Regions from separate parts of the Mus musculus genome. Here regions 1, 2 and 3 are each linked to region 4. A link is a contact called in public ChIA-PET, Hi-C and HiChIP or PLAC-seq data. All regions are on one chromosome and are shown on one strand. The core of a region is the stretch at or near the end of the contact, and the rest is flanking DNA. Distances in the headings are between cores, read along the strand shown.

What was found. Hi-C and Micro-C count contacts between places; a contact is called where the count stands out from the background. ChIA-PET counts read pairs in DNA pulled down with a chosen protein or histone mark. HiChIP or PLAC-seq counts read pairs in DNA pulled down with a chosen protein or histone mark.
Region 1: a Hi-C map of the N1E-115 cell line shows a contact between it and region 4, with 4 times the contacts expected there. The contact joins the enhancer-like site here to the promoter of Syt6 in region 4. A contact is called at or near these places in 2 of 39 promoter capture datasets (the 3T3-L1 cell line and embryonic stem cells), 3 of 484 Hi-C or Micro-C datasets (the N1E-115 cell line, cochlea and nephron progenitors) and 6 of 115 datasets of contacts at active chromatin or transcription factors (differentiating embryonic stem cells, embryonic forebrain, embryonic midbrain and 3 more).
Region 2: a contact with region 4 is called in an RNA polymerase II ChIA-PET map of memory CD8 T cells, with 53 read pairs. The contact joins the enhancer-like site here to the promoter of Syt6 in region 4. A contact is called at or near these places in 5 of 39 promoter capture datasets (the 3T3-L1 cell line, cranial neural crest, hippocampal neurons and 1 more), 6 of 484 Hi-C or Micro-C datasets (the AML12 cell line, brown adipocytes, embryonic fibroblasts and 3 more), 10 of 115 datasets of contacts at active chromatin or transcription factors (craniofacial prominence, double positive thymocytes, embryonic forebrain and 6 more) and 2 of 9 other capture datasets (adipose tissue and embryonic stem cells).
Region 3: an H3K4me3 HiChIP or PLAC-seq map of forebrain shows a contact between it and region 4, with 5 times the contacts expected there. The contact joins the promoter of Olfml3 here to the promoter of Syt6 in region 4. A contact is called at or near these places in 16 of 39 promoter capture datasets (the 3T3-L1 cell line, HPC-7-derived erythroid cells, cranial neural crest and 8 more), 28 of 484 Hi-C or Micro-C datasets (the AtT-20 cell line, LSK cells, the N1E-115 cell line and 15 more), 25 of 115 datasets of contacts at active chromatin or transcription factors (the NIH/3T3 cell line, VIP interneurons, astrocytes and 16 more) and 3 of 9 other capture datasets (adipose tissue, liver and pancreatic islet).

What each region holds. Positions count from the first base shown.
Region 1 is chr3:103,418,648-103,421,951 of GRCm38.p6, forward strand. No RefSeq gene overlaps it. Among named protein-coding and RNA genes, the nearest start is that of Gm25869, 7.1 kb to the right of the region's middle. Within about 2 kb of position 1,259, at least 78 of the 459 cell types and tissues checked have an H3K27ac peak or open chromatin away from gene starts, as enhancers often do. A contact at or near this core is called in the N1E-115 cell line and embryonic stem cells, where this site is marked.
Region 2 is chr3:103,715,534-103,718,834 of GRCm38.p6, forward strand. No RefSeq gene overlaps it. Among named protein-coding and RNA genes, the nearest start is that of Olfml3, 21 kb to the right of the region's middle. Within about 2 kb of position 1,403, at least 97 of the 459 cell types and tissues checked have an H3K27ac peak or open chromatin away from gene starts, as enhancers often do. A contact at or near this core is called in adipose tissue, brown adipocytes, double positive thymocytes and 4 more, where this site is marked.
Region 3 is chr3:103,736,710-103,740,374 of GRCm38.p6, forward strand. It overlaps Olfml3 (olfactomedin-like 3), which reads right to left and starts at 1,292. Exons shown (of 3, transcript NM_133859.2): 1 at 1,113-1,292; 2 at 243-528. The coding sequence starts at 1,226. It overlaps Hipk1 (homeodomain interacting protein kinase 1), which reads right to left. Exons shown (of 16, transcript NM_010432.2): 16 at 3,106-3,665.
Region 4 is chr3:103,573,849-103,577,244 of GRCm38.p6, forward strand. It overlaps Syt6 (synaptotagmin VI), which reads left to right and starts at 1,397. Exons shown (of 8, transcript NM_018800.5): 1 at 1,397-1,692. The coding sequence starts at 1,530.

The DNA.
Region 1 (3,304 bases), core at 9-2,508, 160 kb before region 4:
TTATCTCCTTCCATCACTGTGGGTCATGGAGATGGGACTCCGGGTTATCTGGCTTGGTGGGGGTGCCTTTACTATTTAGTTATGTCTCTGACTCAGGATGAAATTTTTAAAAGTTACTTTTAATACTTTTCGATTTTGCTTACATATCTTGTTTTGTTTTGTTTTGTTTTGTTTTGTTTTGTTTTGTTGATTTTTTGAGACAGGGTTTTTCTGCATAGCCCTGGCTGTCCTGGAACTCACTCTGTAGACCAGGCTTGCCTCTGCCTTCCAAGTGCTGGGACTAAAGGCGTGCGCTACCACACCTGGCTTGCTTACATATCTTACATGTAGCATTTCTAAGACCAATGAAGTCATTGATTTTTATTAAAAATTGGAAGGAAATTGTTGGAAAAAAATTGTCTCTGTAGAGAGCCAACACTCAGAAGTCAGTGGGTTGGAAGTGACCTGGGGAACTACTGAGTGCCACTTTATGATGTGAGGAAGAAGAGGAGACCCAAGCAGTGACTTGCACAGACTCCCTATTCAGTCCCTGGAAAAGGAAAGCCATCAGTTATTAGTAGTCAATGACTGGTCCATCATCTCTTCTCTGGAGTGTGGTAGGAGGACTTACTGAGTTCTATTGTCCTGCTGTTCTCAAAATGTAAAAGACTGAATTGGCCCTACCTTCTCTAGCACCTGGGAGCCCTAACTGTGTTCAAGACAGGAAGGACAGAACAATGGAATCATGAGCCTGGCTTCTGGGCACCTTAGCAAAGTGAGAAAGGTTTCTTCTGACCCTTTACGTTTAAGTTCCTTGCCTGGATGTCTCCCTTCTTCCTGACCTAACCAGAGAAGCCGCGTGTCTGTAACACAAGAGCCCTTTGACAAACAGAAGGATGTTTCCAGAGGAAGGACCCAAGAGTCCTCTTGAAAATGGAGTCTCTAAGGCGGCTGCTGTGCTCTGGAGAGAGAGCGATCAGCTCTGGAGGCTTTAAGTTGCCCTCCAGGTTGCAGATCGCCCCATCTCTTCCTAATCATAGAAAGAATTTCTTGTTGGATTTTTTTCAAGTGATTTTCTGGGAGTCATCAAAATGGCTGGGAGTCCTGCTGTAGTTAGGGAGGTCTGTCACAGGACTTTGTCAGTTGCTAGAACTCTGGAGGAGGAGGTCTCCTGGGTCTGGTCTGCCTGCCTTTGTGTGGTGACTTCTCCCTGACCTCTCTGTGTGTGATCTCTGCCAGACCCGCTAGCGCAGAGCTCCTTTTCAGTAACTCTTCCCTGACATTGTGCTGAGCCCACTGTTTCCCAGCATTCAGTGGCTCTCTGGTGACCTTAATGGGAAGGGAGCCAGCCTCCGGCAAATCTCTTTTTTTGACAATAGAGAAACATGACTGGGAAGCAGGCAATAAATACAGATCCAGGGCAGCAAAGATGGAAACCTGCTGTTTTGTCCAGCTGCATCAAGGCATAGAATCATGCAGGAATCTGTCTTGTCTGATTTGACCTGCTCATGTTCCTGCATGCATTCTTGCTTTCTCAGCTGCCAGCAGAGGGCTGGAGAGGTTTGTCTGTAATCCATCTAGCCCTTCCTGTCTCTTCAACATACCACAGATGACTTCAGGAGTTAACAAGCTGCCATTAAAGTCATGTCTCACTCAGGATATGTTTGAGGGTATGGCAAAGAAACACAACCAGGCAGGGTTTGAACTGTTTAGGAAACAATGTATCCTTTACTGACACTCCAGACTCTTTAATTGACTACATCCTATGTACCAGGTACTGTATTCAGTTCAGGGCAGCAGAGTAAGGGGGTGTGGAGATATTGCATGTAGGGAAGTCTCAGGGGTTCTGAATAGCTACAGTAAGGGATAACATATGGCTCCCATTGTTTTTGGGGGGAGAGTGAGAGAGAGAGAGAGAGAGAGAGAGAGAGAGAGAGAGAGAAGATAAAAATATGTTGGCTCATGCAGTTCGATTCTTAATGAAAAAGATGGAAAAGCAAACAATGTGCTCAAAGCTGGGTGCTGTGAAGACAGAATGTGGGAGCTGAATCAGCGAGGAGAATGGAGGCAGTGGAAGTTGAGGTCAGGTCAAGGAGGATTCTCTGAACAGGGGAAGCTGGGACTCAGGATGAATGGTGGTGAGCCCTCCAACCCCTGCAGTTAACAGTGGATGAAAGCAGACTCCAGACAGGGCCAGCAGGATATGCAAATGCTTGCAGGCACGAGGGAAATTATGAATACATTGTATTGATGGGAGAAGGAGCCAGCACTGTGTGTCTCTGTGTGTGTCCCCGCTAGCGTGCATGTGTAAAGTAGGGTGTCTAGGGAAACAGAAATGAAGTAAGATTGACATTTCTACCCTGGGCTTCAGGGGACACTGTGAATCCAGTAGGACTGGAAACCGCTCCAAGCACTCAGATCTTAGCTGACCCAAAGGAAAGTCTGCCCGCTATTTAAGGCAACACCCCATTTCCAGGACGCAGACCGCTCCCTGGAGAGATGCCCACTCACATCCGAGCTTACAGATCTCGCTGAAAAGCCCTTGCGTGGCTTTCACACAATCAAGATCTCTGTTTATAAAGAAGGAACCATCTTCAGGGCCCACAGACGGCTTCCCCATTTTCCACACCACCCTCTGGATTCAATTGCCCTTCTAACCTCATATTTTCCAAGAAACGCAACCCCTGGGAACCCTGGTTCTTTGGAGACCCATCTTGATGCTGTTTGGTCTCTTCATTCAGCTTTGAGTGGCAGAGACTCACATTGGGTCATTGGAAATGATTTGATTTGTGCCCAGCACGTGGGGGACAGGAAATCATAGAGCCCGCAGGGCAGGCAAGCAGCCAACCGTGGACCTCGGAAGAATGGAGGTGCTGACCTCCTCCCTGGACCGCAGCCGCCTCGCTGGAAGGAGTTTTAATTATACCCTCGACTTGTATTTGTCTTATAAAAGCACACCATGAATGAAATATTAAAAGGGCACATACTCTTTTCCAAAAGAATGAGTTTTCCTGCCAGAGTATTTTATTGTAACAATAATCCTGACGAAATCAATGTGACACCGGAGCCCCCACCAGGGGAAGCCGATGCAAGCTGAGCGTTTTGGTCTTAAAGATGCTCTCTTTGTTCAGGACAGACCACTTACATCCTACATGTATTGGCTTATTTGGCCTCCTGAGAGCCCCACCACGTTACACATAGGGAGACTGAGCATCGGGGGGATTTGTCCAGAGTCACAGCAAGTAAGTGTTCCAGAGATGAGAATTTAAACAAAGCCTTCTGATTTAAAGCACAGCGTACATTTTAAACGGAGTCCTTTCCCACC
Region 2 (3,301 bases), core at 153-2,652, 140 kb after region 4:
GTCTAGTCTTTTCTGAAGCAGGGTCTTGTTACACAGCCTGGCCTGGCCTGGAGCTCCTGATCCCTCGCTTCAGGTCCTCAGTGCTGTGGTTACAAGCGTGCTCCCCACTCACAGCCTCCGGGCAGGCTTTGCTGATTCTGTGTGAGCAGGCGAAGTCCCTTCCTGGTCTATAGCCTAATATATACACATGTGTCTATATGTCTATATCAATACCTGTATAGATATATATTGACATTCATTTATATAACCACATTCAATTCTTGTCTCTTCACTGCCTAGCCTCTCAAGGGAAATTCTTATAAATCTAAGGGCATGCATAGGCTTTGGGTTCAGATTGGCATTTTGCTCATGGATAACTGTCCCACATGGCATTGGTTAGTCATTTGGCCTCTAAGCTTCTCTTCCCTACTTTGCCAAATGGTCCTGGCAATGGCGATGCCCAGCTTCTGGTGCCATTGAAGTGAAGTGAGCCACCGCACAGCATTTGCTGCTGATGAAAAGCTCTGTGAAGGGAGTTGTTCTCATTAGAAACGCTGTGGAATATTCCTCACACTTGTGTAAAATTCAGCCCTTTTAAAGAGGGAGTTTTTCATAGGTTCCCCAAGGATGCATATACAGAAACCTTGGCTAGCAGTAAGTTTCACAGCACAAATGGTATAAGAATTTTTGCACAGCATATCACACACACACACACACACACACACACACACACACACACACACAAAGTCAAAAACTGAAGCAGTTCTGGAGAACTTGCAGAACCTGAGACGTGTTGTCTGGCCCCAGTCTCAGAAGCTTGCATTTACCGAGCTGGAAGATGAATGGGGGCAGAAGGCTCTTGCCCTCACTGGCCTTGAGTGTCCCTGCAGAAGGCAGTCTTAATGTGGCTTCGTGGGTGGCAGAGACCTCAACCTTTTGTTCCTCCGTGGTGGCCGCAGGAGCCATAGGCCACTGCTTTGTCTCTGGTGACTTCGCCTGGAATGGAGCCAACCCACAGCTGTATGCATGCTTCACCCTAGCCCAGAAACCAGCAGCGCTTTGCACACAATGGAGAGGAACAGGCTGCGGCAAGGGGAGGCCTCCTGGGCAGAGAGAGAGAAATTTGGTCCAGGGAAAACAATCCAGCTCTGAAATCTTCCATCTTTAGCAGATGGAGAAATCACCACAGCAAAAAAAAAAAAAAGAAAGAAAGAAAAAAAAGAAAAAGAAAAAAAAAGGGGGGGGGTGGCTGCCATAGCAGAGAAGACCTAGCAGCTAAACAGGAAGAGAGTCTATATCCCCCCACTACCACTGCCCCAGGACCACAGTAGCAAAAGAAGTTCTGTGCAACCCGAGGCTCCTTTGGGGTTTGCACATAGTCTGTCTGTAATGCCAGGCCTCAGCCCAACCTCTCACCACATGCCGCCTCTTCTCTAGCAGGAGCCAGCTTCTGGGAGTCACCCTGGACACAGACCCAGAACAAACCATCCAGATATTTCCATTGTTGGGTTCAAAGAGATCCCTAGGGCAGCTCCCTCCCTACAAGTAGCATGCGGCAGCTACACACACACACACACACACACACACACACACACACACACACACGGAGAGGGGGAGAGAGAGGTCTCTGTAGTAAACAACTTAGCTGCCCACCATTCTCTTTCCCCACAACCTAAGAACAAGTCTAAATGATGATGGGGCAATGAGCAGACTCATTCTGCAAACATGAACAGGGACCAGTGCCATGTGGGAGTAATCTGAGAGACAGCAGCAGCCTTGCCTCAGGACGCCTCCCTGAAGCTCTTTCTCCACTGGAGATGCAGCTGACAGAAGCTATAGAACGTGAATGCTATTTCTCTCACCCCAGGAGACCACGAGAAAGAAGAAGAGGAAGAAAATGAAATGATGTGAACCAAGCCCAGCATTCTAGAATGTACCCGGTGGTGACTCTGCAGGGCACAGAGTCGCTCTCCCCTCAGCAATGGAATGCAGCTGCTCTAGGGAGCTCATCTGTAGACTGCGGGTTCACAGCGCTACTGGAGGCGGGCCAGGCCCAAAGCACCCCCAGAAAACTGTGAGGTTAGTGGAGGAATTAGTTGTGTTCTAAATCACCACGACGCAGCACAGTCCATCAGTTTTGAAAGGGAGAGTTGCTGCAGTGTTGGTGATAGGCAGAGCTCAGAGAACCACAGCTGCCTTCCTCCTGTGAACGGAAAGTTTCCAGGGGGCAGCTAGACAATATATGCCAGAGGCCTTGCTCAACTAGACTTCCAGGAAGCTAGCCTGAGAAGGTAGTCTGATGGGTTGTGTTGGAATGCGTGTGTTCTCTTCAGTGTGTGATGCTCAGTCCTCATTGACAACTTGACGAAATCACCATCACCTAGAAACCTTTGAGTGTGTCCGGGAGAGGTCTCCAGAGAGGTTTGAGAAAAGGAGGGTCCATGTTAAAGGAGGGCACCACCTTTCTGTTGGCTGGGAACCCAGAACCAATGAACTGGAGCATGTGAACTGAGCCCGGCATTCAAGTCTTTTTCCTGATTACAGACACCACGTCCCCCCTCTTCCCCTTCCTCCCCACCCCTCCATCATGTCTTCCCCTTCTGGGATGCGACCCAAGATAAACCCTTCCTTCTCTAGGCTGCACTGGCTGGCTACTTGGTCACAACTCTGAGAAAAGTAACTAATACCGAGTGCTGTTTGCGATAAACATAAATGGCCCACAGTCAGGCTGGGCTGCTGGGTAAGAGGAGAGTCTTATGCAGCCATAAAACTCTCATGAAGAAAAATTACCCATGTGGGAAATTTTCTCCTACAGTACAGAGAAATCTAAAAACATCTTCCAAGATATTGTTTCTGAATATTTCCAATGGTATATATGTAAATAAAACAAAAATAAATATAAAATGACCAGGAAGGCCTATGGTTGCATAGGGGAGGGTGATTTTTTTTTTTTCTTCTTTCACATTCCTCACAGTTAGTGTGTATTATATTTTTAATTAGGTAGGCTGGGTTTTTTTTTTTTTTAAGCAATAACTTGTCTATCTTTAGGAAGACAGACAATTTCACACACACACACACACACACACACACACACACACACACACACACTTTTAGAGCAAACTTTTCATTCCATGGCCTCCTGAATAGAGACTAGATCTGGCAGACACCAAGTGAACACAGGGTGAAACTGTTGACACACGAGTCCCTTGCCGGGCCAGCTGTTAGTGAGAAGACGGGCTCCCATTTTCAATGAGTAAGACTTCCAAGAGAGGAAACCTGGAGCATGCAAATGCATGGCTCACATGCCCAGAAAGCCACCCTT
Region 3 (3,665 bases), core at 42-2,541, 160 kb after region 4:
GAGTTAGATGTGTATAACAGGAACTTCCCCCAGAGTGGGCCACCTGGGGAACAGAGACACACTTTTCCGTGCATGTGTCCACTCACGGAGGGTTGAGAGATGGAGTACCGATAAAGGACAGGCCTCTAGAAACTCTCAATGAATGTGTCATTCTGAAAGATAGAGCTATGGTGGCTTGGGACAAGAAGAAAAGCAGGAAAGGGGAGTTCTGAAACTGTCTGGACCTCTGTGAGATCACTTACCCGTCACCATATCGTATTTCTCATTTCTTCGGCCCTTGCCTTTGGCTCCAGGACCTCCAGTCACCTTCTCATCCAGCTCTACACAGGGCAAAGCTGGGTTCTGTGTCTCCAGATAGTCTACCTCCCTTTCAAGACGGTCCACTCTTCCTGAGATGGAGTCTGCTTCAGTTCTGAGGGTCTCCCGCTCCTTCTCTGCCACCTCCAGGAGAGGCAACATCTTGTTTTTGAAGTCCCGAAGCTCGGCAGCATGCCGACTACTCTGATCCTGGCATTGGGCCAGCCGTTCCTGAAGGGATCGGGGAGTCAGGAAGGGTGGGTTGCAGGTTTATAGCTCCCAGACAAGCAGAGGCCCAGCCAGGGAGTCAGGGCCAGGAAAGGGACCAGCTCAGCCATGCTCCCACAGCAGAGGAGACTAGTCAGTGGTACCATCCCATCCGAGGAACCTGGCTTAATTTGCCTGAATAAGAGTCCTTCACCTTGCGTTCTCAGTGATCTGAGCCTCCAGGAAATTAGGATGCTACAGACTTCAAATTGTCCAAAAGGGAGTAGATGTGGGGTGCGGGGAAGAAACGGACAGGAAGTTGCAGGCAGATTGCCTGGGAAACTTGAACAGTATAGCAGCATAGATGCAGCCCGATTCTGACTCTCATTTCCCCTGCCCCCTTATTCCATCTAATCTGAGGGAGCCGTGTTGCGTTTATTTGCTGGGCAATTGTCTTATGTTGGGGAAATAAAAGTCTGTAGTTAAGAGGCTACTCGTCATTAAGGACTTCTTACACAACCCGATCTTGTCACTCCCAGAGCCCTGACAGCTAGTTGCACCTATAGATGTGGACTCATCCTGGGTGAGAAGAGAAACAAGTCCCTCACCTCTAAGGCAGCTAGTCGGCGTTCCATGTACTCCACAAGGTGGTGCTGCTGTCCCTGAAGGGGTCCCGTCCATGACAAAAAGAAGAGGAGCAGCAGAGGAGCACTGGGCCCCATGGCAGCCTTAAGTGGGGCCAGAGGAGTGTGTGCATTCGGCCTCTTTCCCTCCAGCCCGTTAGCTCTGGGGGCGGGGCGGGGGCGGGGCCTCCTCCTTCCCATCTCTGGTGTCTCTCACTACTCTGGAATGCTTTCAGTCTCTTTACAACCCCCACCCCCTCCTTCCCGCCTGGCCTGATCAAACACAGATGGCCCCTTTGCACAGTCGCCAGAAGCCTTAACTACCAGCAACTTAGACTTGTGAGCTCCTCCGGAAAGGGGAGAGATGGCAATCTGGAGGCAGAGGCCTTCTGAAAAATGAGCAAGTTGCAGGAAGCCGAGACCCCCGGAAAACTCAGCAAACTCCATTCGTTTTAGGAGAGGGCTTCCAGTGCTGACTCGGTAAGAACCCAGCACCCTTCATTAACCTATCCCTTCTCCAGAAATAACAGAATGGATTTTCTGCCTTGTTCAGTGAAGCCAGAAACACAGGAGATGAGGTTTGAGGGGATGGGGGTTGGGGCAAAGGGAAGTCAACTTTCTATAGCTCATTGGCGCCACCTTGTGCTGAGCATTCTGGGGCCATCTCCCATGGCAAAGAAATCAGGCGAGGACTTCACCGTGTGGAGAATCTCAACCTAAGCAAGCCAAATCACAGGGCTCCCTATGGAGTACCAAATCTCTGATTTAGCCCAAGGAAAGGAATAGAAACAAAACTGGAGGTTGTTGAGAAATGGGAGGTGGGGTTTTTTGTTTTTGTTTTAAGCTAGCTGACTTAAATATCCTTGACATGACTTTCCAGGTATTTCCCAAATAGGAGGGTGCAGCAAGGACATGCTAGTTTACATTCATGGATTTAGGGGAGAAACCTGAAAAAAAAAATATGTACAACATAGTCTAAAGGAAAACAAATATATTCTGACCTTCCTATCACTGGGAGAGAACAGACTATTGATCGCCTTTCTTGGTTATGGTTCAGTAGGGCATTTGTAAGTATCTCTCATTTCTTTAAAATTAAGTAAAAAAAAATTTGGTTTTTCAGTTACATATGCTTTTATGTGTCTGTATACAGGTATCTGCATGGGATACAGGTATCCGTGGGGACCAGACGAGGACGTCAGATCTTCCAGAGCTGAATTTTAGGAGATTGTGCGCTGCCTATTGTTCCTGAGCACTGAGCCCCTCTCCTCTGAAAGAACAGTACACTCAACTACTAAGCCTTCTCTCCAGCCCATGTTCCTCCTTTCTATCCAGCTAAAGCTACAGGGGAGCTAGGCAGGAACATACATCAGAAGAAGTCAAATATGCAGCATTTACAAAGGGGCCTGCAGTGATTAATCTAGACAAATTCCAGTTTCTTTTCAGGAGAAAATTTTGTTCACTTTGGAATCAAGAGAAATTGGATCAGAGGTTCTTCTTGTTTTTAAGAGTTCATTATGTGTCTGTGTGGGTATGCACCCTGCAGCTGGAGTTAGAAATCACTTGTGAGGGGTCTGACTGGGTGCTGGGAATGGAACCCAGACCCTCCATAAGAGCAGCAGGTGCATTACCGCAGAGCTGTCCCTAAAGAGGTGACAGCTCTAACAGGGCCTAAGGAGACAGACAAAAATATCTTTCCCTAAGTTTCATTTTCACTGTGCTGATTTGAATGTTTGGTGTCATGTGCTAGGAAATGATGTTAATTAGTTTATCTCAAAAGCCATCTGCCTTTTCAAGGGGTCAGAGTCAGGGAAATACTTCCTACAAAATTATATTCATTTCCAGTATGGAAATGTGTACAAAGATGTTCTAATGTAGCAGTGTTCTTTCTACTCATGTTCAAACAGAATGCTTAGGCACTTCAAAGAGGCCACATGTCAGTCCCCTCCATGTCCTAACACAGAATTGAAACCAGCCACAGTCAGAAAATTTACCCATTTTATTGATGCATTGCAACTGCTCTACTTTTTTACCATATTATGTAGAAAATACTGAAAATACAAGCTACTTTGTAAAACCAAAGACAACAACGAATCCAAAGATAAACTATGTTTTACACAATGGACCCTTTTCCCATAGTTAGTATTAAATTTTAAATAGCTATTTCTTTTGTTAAAATGATTTTACATACTCCCTAAGTACACCTGCATTACAAACATAGATCAGTAATTCTCAGAACTACCTGTTTCTAGAAGCTTGTTGTAAAGGAAGCACACAACCAGAAAAGGGAGAAAGAAAAAAAGTTTAACCACACACAGGAACTAGCATATCAAATACATTTAATAAAGTAGGAATTCCATTGCAATATCAAGGATTCAAAGCAGAAATACTAACATTACATATAATGTACATATAATGTACTGCTACATATAGTGAGATTATTTTTCAAGCTGAATTGAATTGAAACCACACATTATATAAAGTTTAGCAACAAACAACCATGGAAACGTGGAGACATGCTGCACCATCCATCAGTTAAAA
Region 4 (3,396 bases), core at 147-2,646:
CTCAGTCCCTTCCGCTCAAGTTCCCACACTTCTCTATGGCAGGCTCTAGGGACCCGGGTGGAAGCTGCGAACCCGCTATAATAGCCCCTCCCCACTCTTCCCTAACACAGCGCGCACAAGCTGATTATACCAACCGAATCTTCAGCACCGCGGACAGGGACACTGCGCCTGTTAGGAGAACCTCCAGGCTGAGAGAAGAGGTCTCTTAGGTTGAGGCCTTTCTCTTGCTACCCTGGGCACTGTCTGTCTCGTGTTTGCAACTATAAGGGCCAGTTGATGCGGCTGGTACAGATGGTGCATGGTGGTGATCGTCTGGAGCTACCGCTCCAAATCTCCTCTCTCTGGAACCTGAGTCGCAGCCCAAGCCACCTCCAATTAACGTGTATTCGGAGGAAGGACCCTCCTCCCTGACCACTCTCACTTGCACACACCAGCCCCGTAGCTGCAGGTGCAGGGGCTCCAGCTAAAGTTTCTTTCCCAGATCCTACTTCGGAAAGGCAACACAATGATGATAGGTGAAGGGTGGGAGTCTACTGTGATAGGGCCTTAAGGGAGTCGCTCTCCTGTCTGTTAGCAATGGCTCCTAGATTTCCAGGCCTGGGTGAAAGCATCCCGAAACTAACAGCCACCCTGCTTCTGAGTCTCACTTCACAGTTCCTGAGGGGAGCTCCTTTTACAGTCTAGCCTCCTATTTAGATTTCCGTCTTTTTGGTCCTTGTTATATATGCTTCATACAAAAATATATTATTTATGGTGGGTTTGGTCTGATGCGTGGAGGTGGGTCTGGTGGGAACCGAACCCCTTTCTGAAATGCTCCCCACTCCTATTCAGAAACTTTCTCCTCCTGTTGCCATGGAGAGAGACGGCCGCTGCCTCCAGTCGCCATAGCAACGTGCGGGTGCCTCGGACCGCAAGATTGCGGGGCTCTGAAAGTCTTCTTTACAGTTCCCCTCGCTCTGCCGTCTTGGGGTCTTATATCTCCGAAGCCCAGACCCGGAAAGTCTGGCTAACTTCTCCTGTTAACTCTCTTTGCAGGGTCCTCCCGCCATACAGTCAGACCACTCCTTTTTATGTTGTGTTATTGCGATGCCCACTTGTTTGGCATGTGGCAGTTTCCCCAACGTTTTCACAAGCACTACCTATATATTCCCAGGGAGCTCATAGAGCACCAGTAATTATTACACCTCGTTTACGAAATGGAAAACTGAGTCCCAGAAAGGCCCAAGGTCATATCCGCAGTGAGGACTCAGTTGGCCTTGATCCTGCATGATGTGGGACAGCGGGGTTGGAACCTGCCCGGACTCAGGCAAGTCCCTGAGTGTGGAGGGGGCGGCCGTGAGGCGCCAGACTTGCCAGCTGCCGCGGGATGCCACGTGAGGGGCGGGGACCCTGCGGGGAAGTGATTAAAAGCAGAGCGGAGCCTCAGGGGGCCGCTGCGGGGAGGGTCTTCTTGGGGCCTTCTTACCCCGCCCCAGTCCGGCCGCGGCTGGAGTTCGAGCCACTACTCCGCTGGCCTGAGTGTCCGGGGCATGAGCGGGGTTTGGGGGGCCGGAGGGCCTCGGTGCCAGGCGGCGCTCGCGGTCCTGGCTTCTCTGTGCCGGGCCCGGCCGCCCCCTCTCGGGCTGGACGTTGAGACTTGTCGGAGCTTCGAGCTGCAGTCCCCGGAGCAGAGTCCAAGCGCGGCAGACTCAGGTACTGGGAGACCCAGGTCCCTCTCCACTCCTGGATTTCTCTTCTCAGTGGCCTCCCCTGCCCAAGGTACCAGCCCAAGGGCCCCAGAACCTCAGAAGTCTAGCTCGGAGTCCCAGTCTGGGTCAGTTCCCTGGCTCACCGCCCGCAGGGAGAGATTCGAAGAGGACCTGAGAGGAGAGAACCCTTCTCCTTCCAGGTCACTAATTATGAGAGCCCGGAGATGCGGCATCCTTGGGGCCTCAGTTTCCCTTGTGTCTTGGGCTCATCCCAGGAGCGATTGGCCAGGGTGAGGGGAATGGAGACGTCCTGGGCACGGAGGAAAGCTGTGTTTCAGGGGGTGGGGGGCTGTCCAGGGTTCAGGATCTAGGATCCAGGGCTCATTAGTGACTGGGTAAAGGCTGGCGGTGCCACTGGGCTTGGGAAAAACTTGCGCCTGCAGCTGGCACGCGGTCTTTGTGTCCAGGTTTCTCAGCAGCGAGTGGCTGTCTGCGTCTCGCCGGGGGGGAGGGGGGACGGGGGGCGGGGTGGGGAGAGTGTCGTGGCGTACCCCCACCCCCACCCGGCACCCCTATAACTCGCTTCCTCGGTCTCTCTCTGACTCACTCGGACTCCGGGCGGGTGTTCAACTGAGCCGGTGCCTCTCACCGACTTTGCCAGGCGGGAACCTCCTGCCCCGGCCCCGCGGACCCTGCGCCGGACGCAACCCCGGCAGCCGCCAAGTCTAGGCGGCAGCCCGAGCCGAGTCCAGCTCCTGAGCCCGGGTGAGTCCTGAGCCCGAGCCCCTCGGGGACCCGGTCCTGCGTGCAGCCGCGACGTCTCGCGGGAGTCGCGACAAGAGGGGTGGCGTGTCGCGCCCTGGCGGCGGGAGCCGCGGGAGTGTCCGCGGCGTGACAGCCGACCGGCCCGGGTATGTACCTGCTGCACCAGTCTTTGCCGCCAAGCTCTCCTGCTGCAGCGGGATCCTTTGTCCCGCAATTAGGAGGGTACAGGACAGAGGAAGTATGGGTCGTGTCCCCTCGGAGGGAAGGGCCCGGGGGCAGCCTGCGGCCCGGAGCGAATGCGGCGTGGGGGTGGGGAGATCCTGCAGAGACCCAAGCGCTGGAGTTCCTTGGGGCTCTGCAGACTCACCGTACCTTGTCCGCGACTGAGACCCCGATCAAGACCCTGACCAAGACCCTAGTGGCTCCGGGCCTAGGCTTAAGTGGGAGTCGCTTCGTGGTTCCATATGGCTAGTGAGGGAAAGACAGGAGGGGGCTGCTAAAGGCAGAAATGTGGTCCTCACGCATCTCTCCAGGGACAGGTAATCAGGGACCAGGGGAGAGGTACCCAGGAGCAGGTGCAGGTCGGGCGAGCTCCCAGTGGCCTCAGATTCCAGAGCGCCTTTTCCATTTGAGGTTAAAGGTCAAAGATAGAGGAAGATTCCAGGTTAGGGATAGATCCTGTGAGAGGGAAGGTAGAGAGGTCAGGGGAGGCTGTGTGTATGCTCAGGGAGGGAGGCTGTATCCAGCCTTCTGTGAGTGGAGCCCACCTCACTTCTGTATGAGTCATTAGGGATCTCTCTCTCTCTCTCTCTCTCTCTCTCTCTCTCTCTCTTTCTCTCTCTCTCTCTCTCTGTTTAATCAATGAATTGACGACTGCAGTAGAAGAGACCAAGATTAGACATAAAAAACTTTTGAGAATGGCACAGTGATAAAAGTTGGCTCT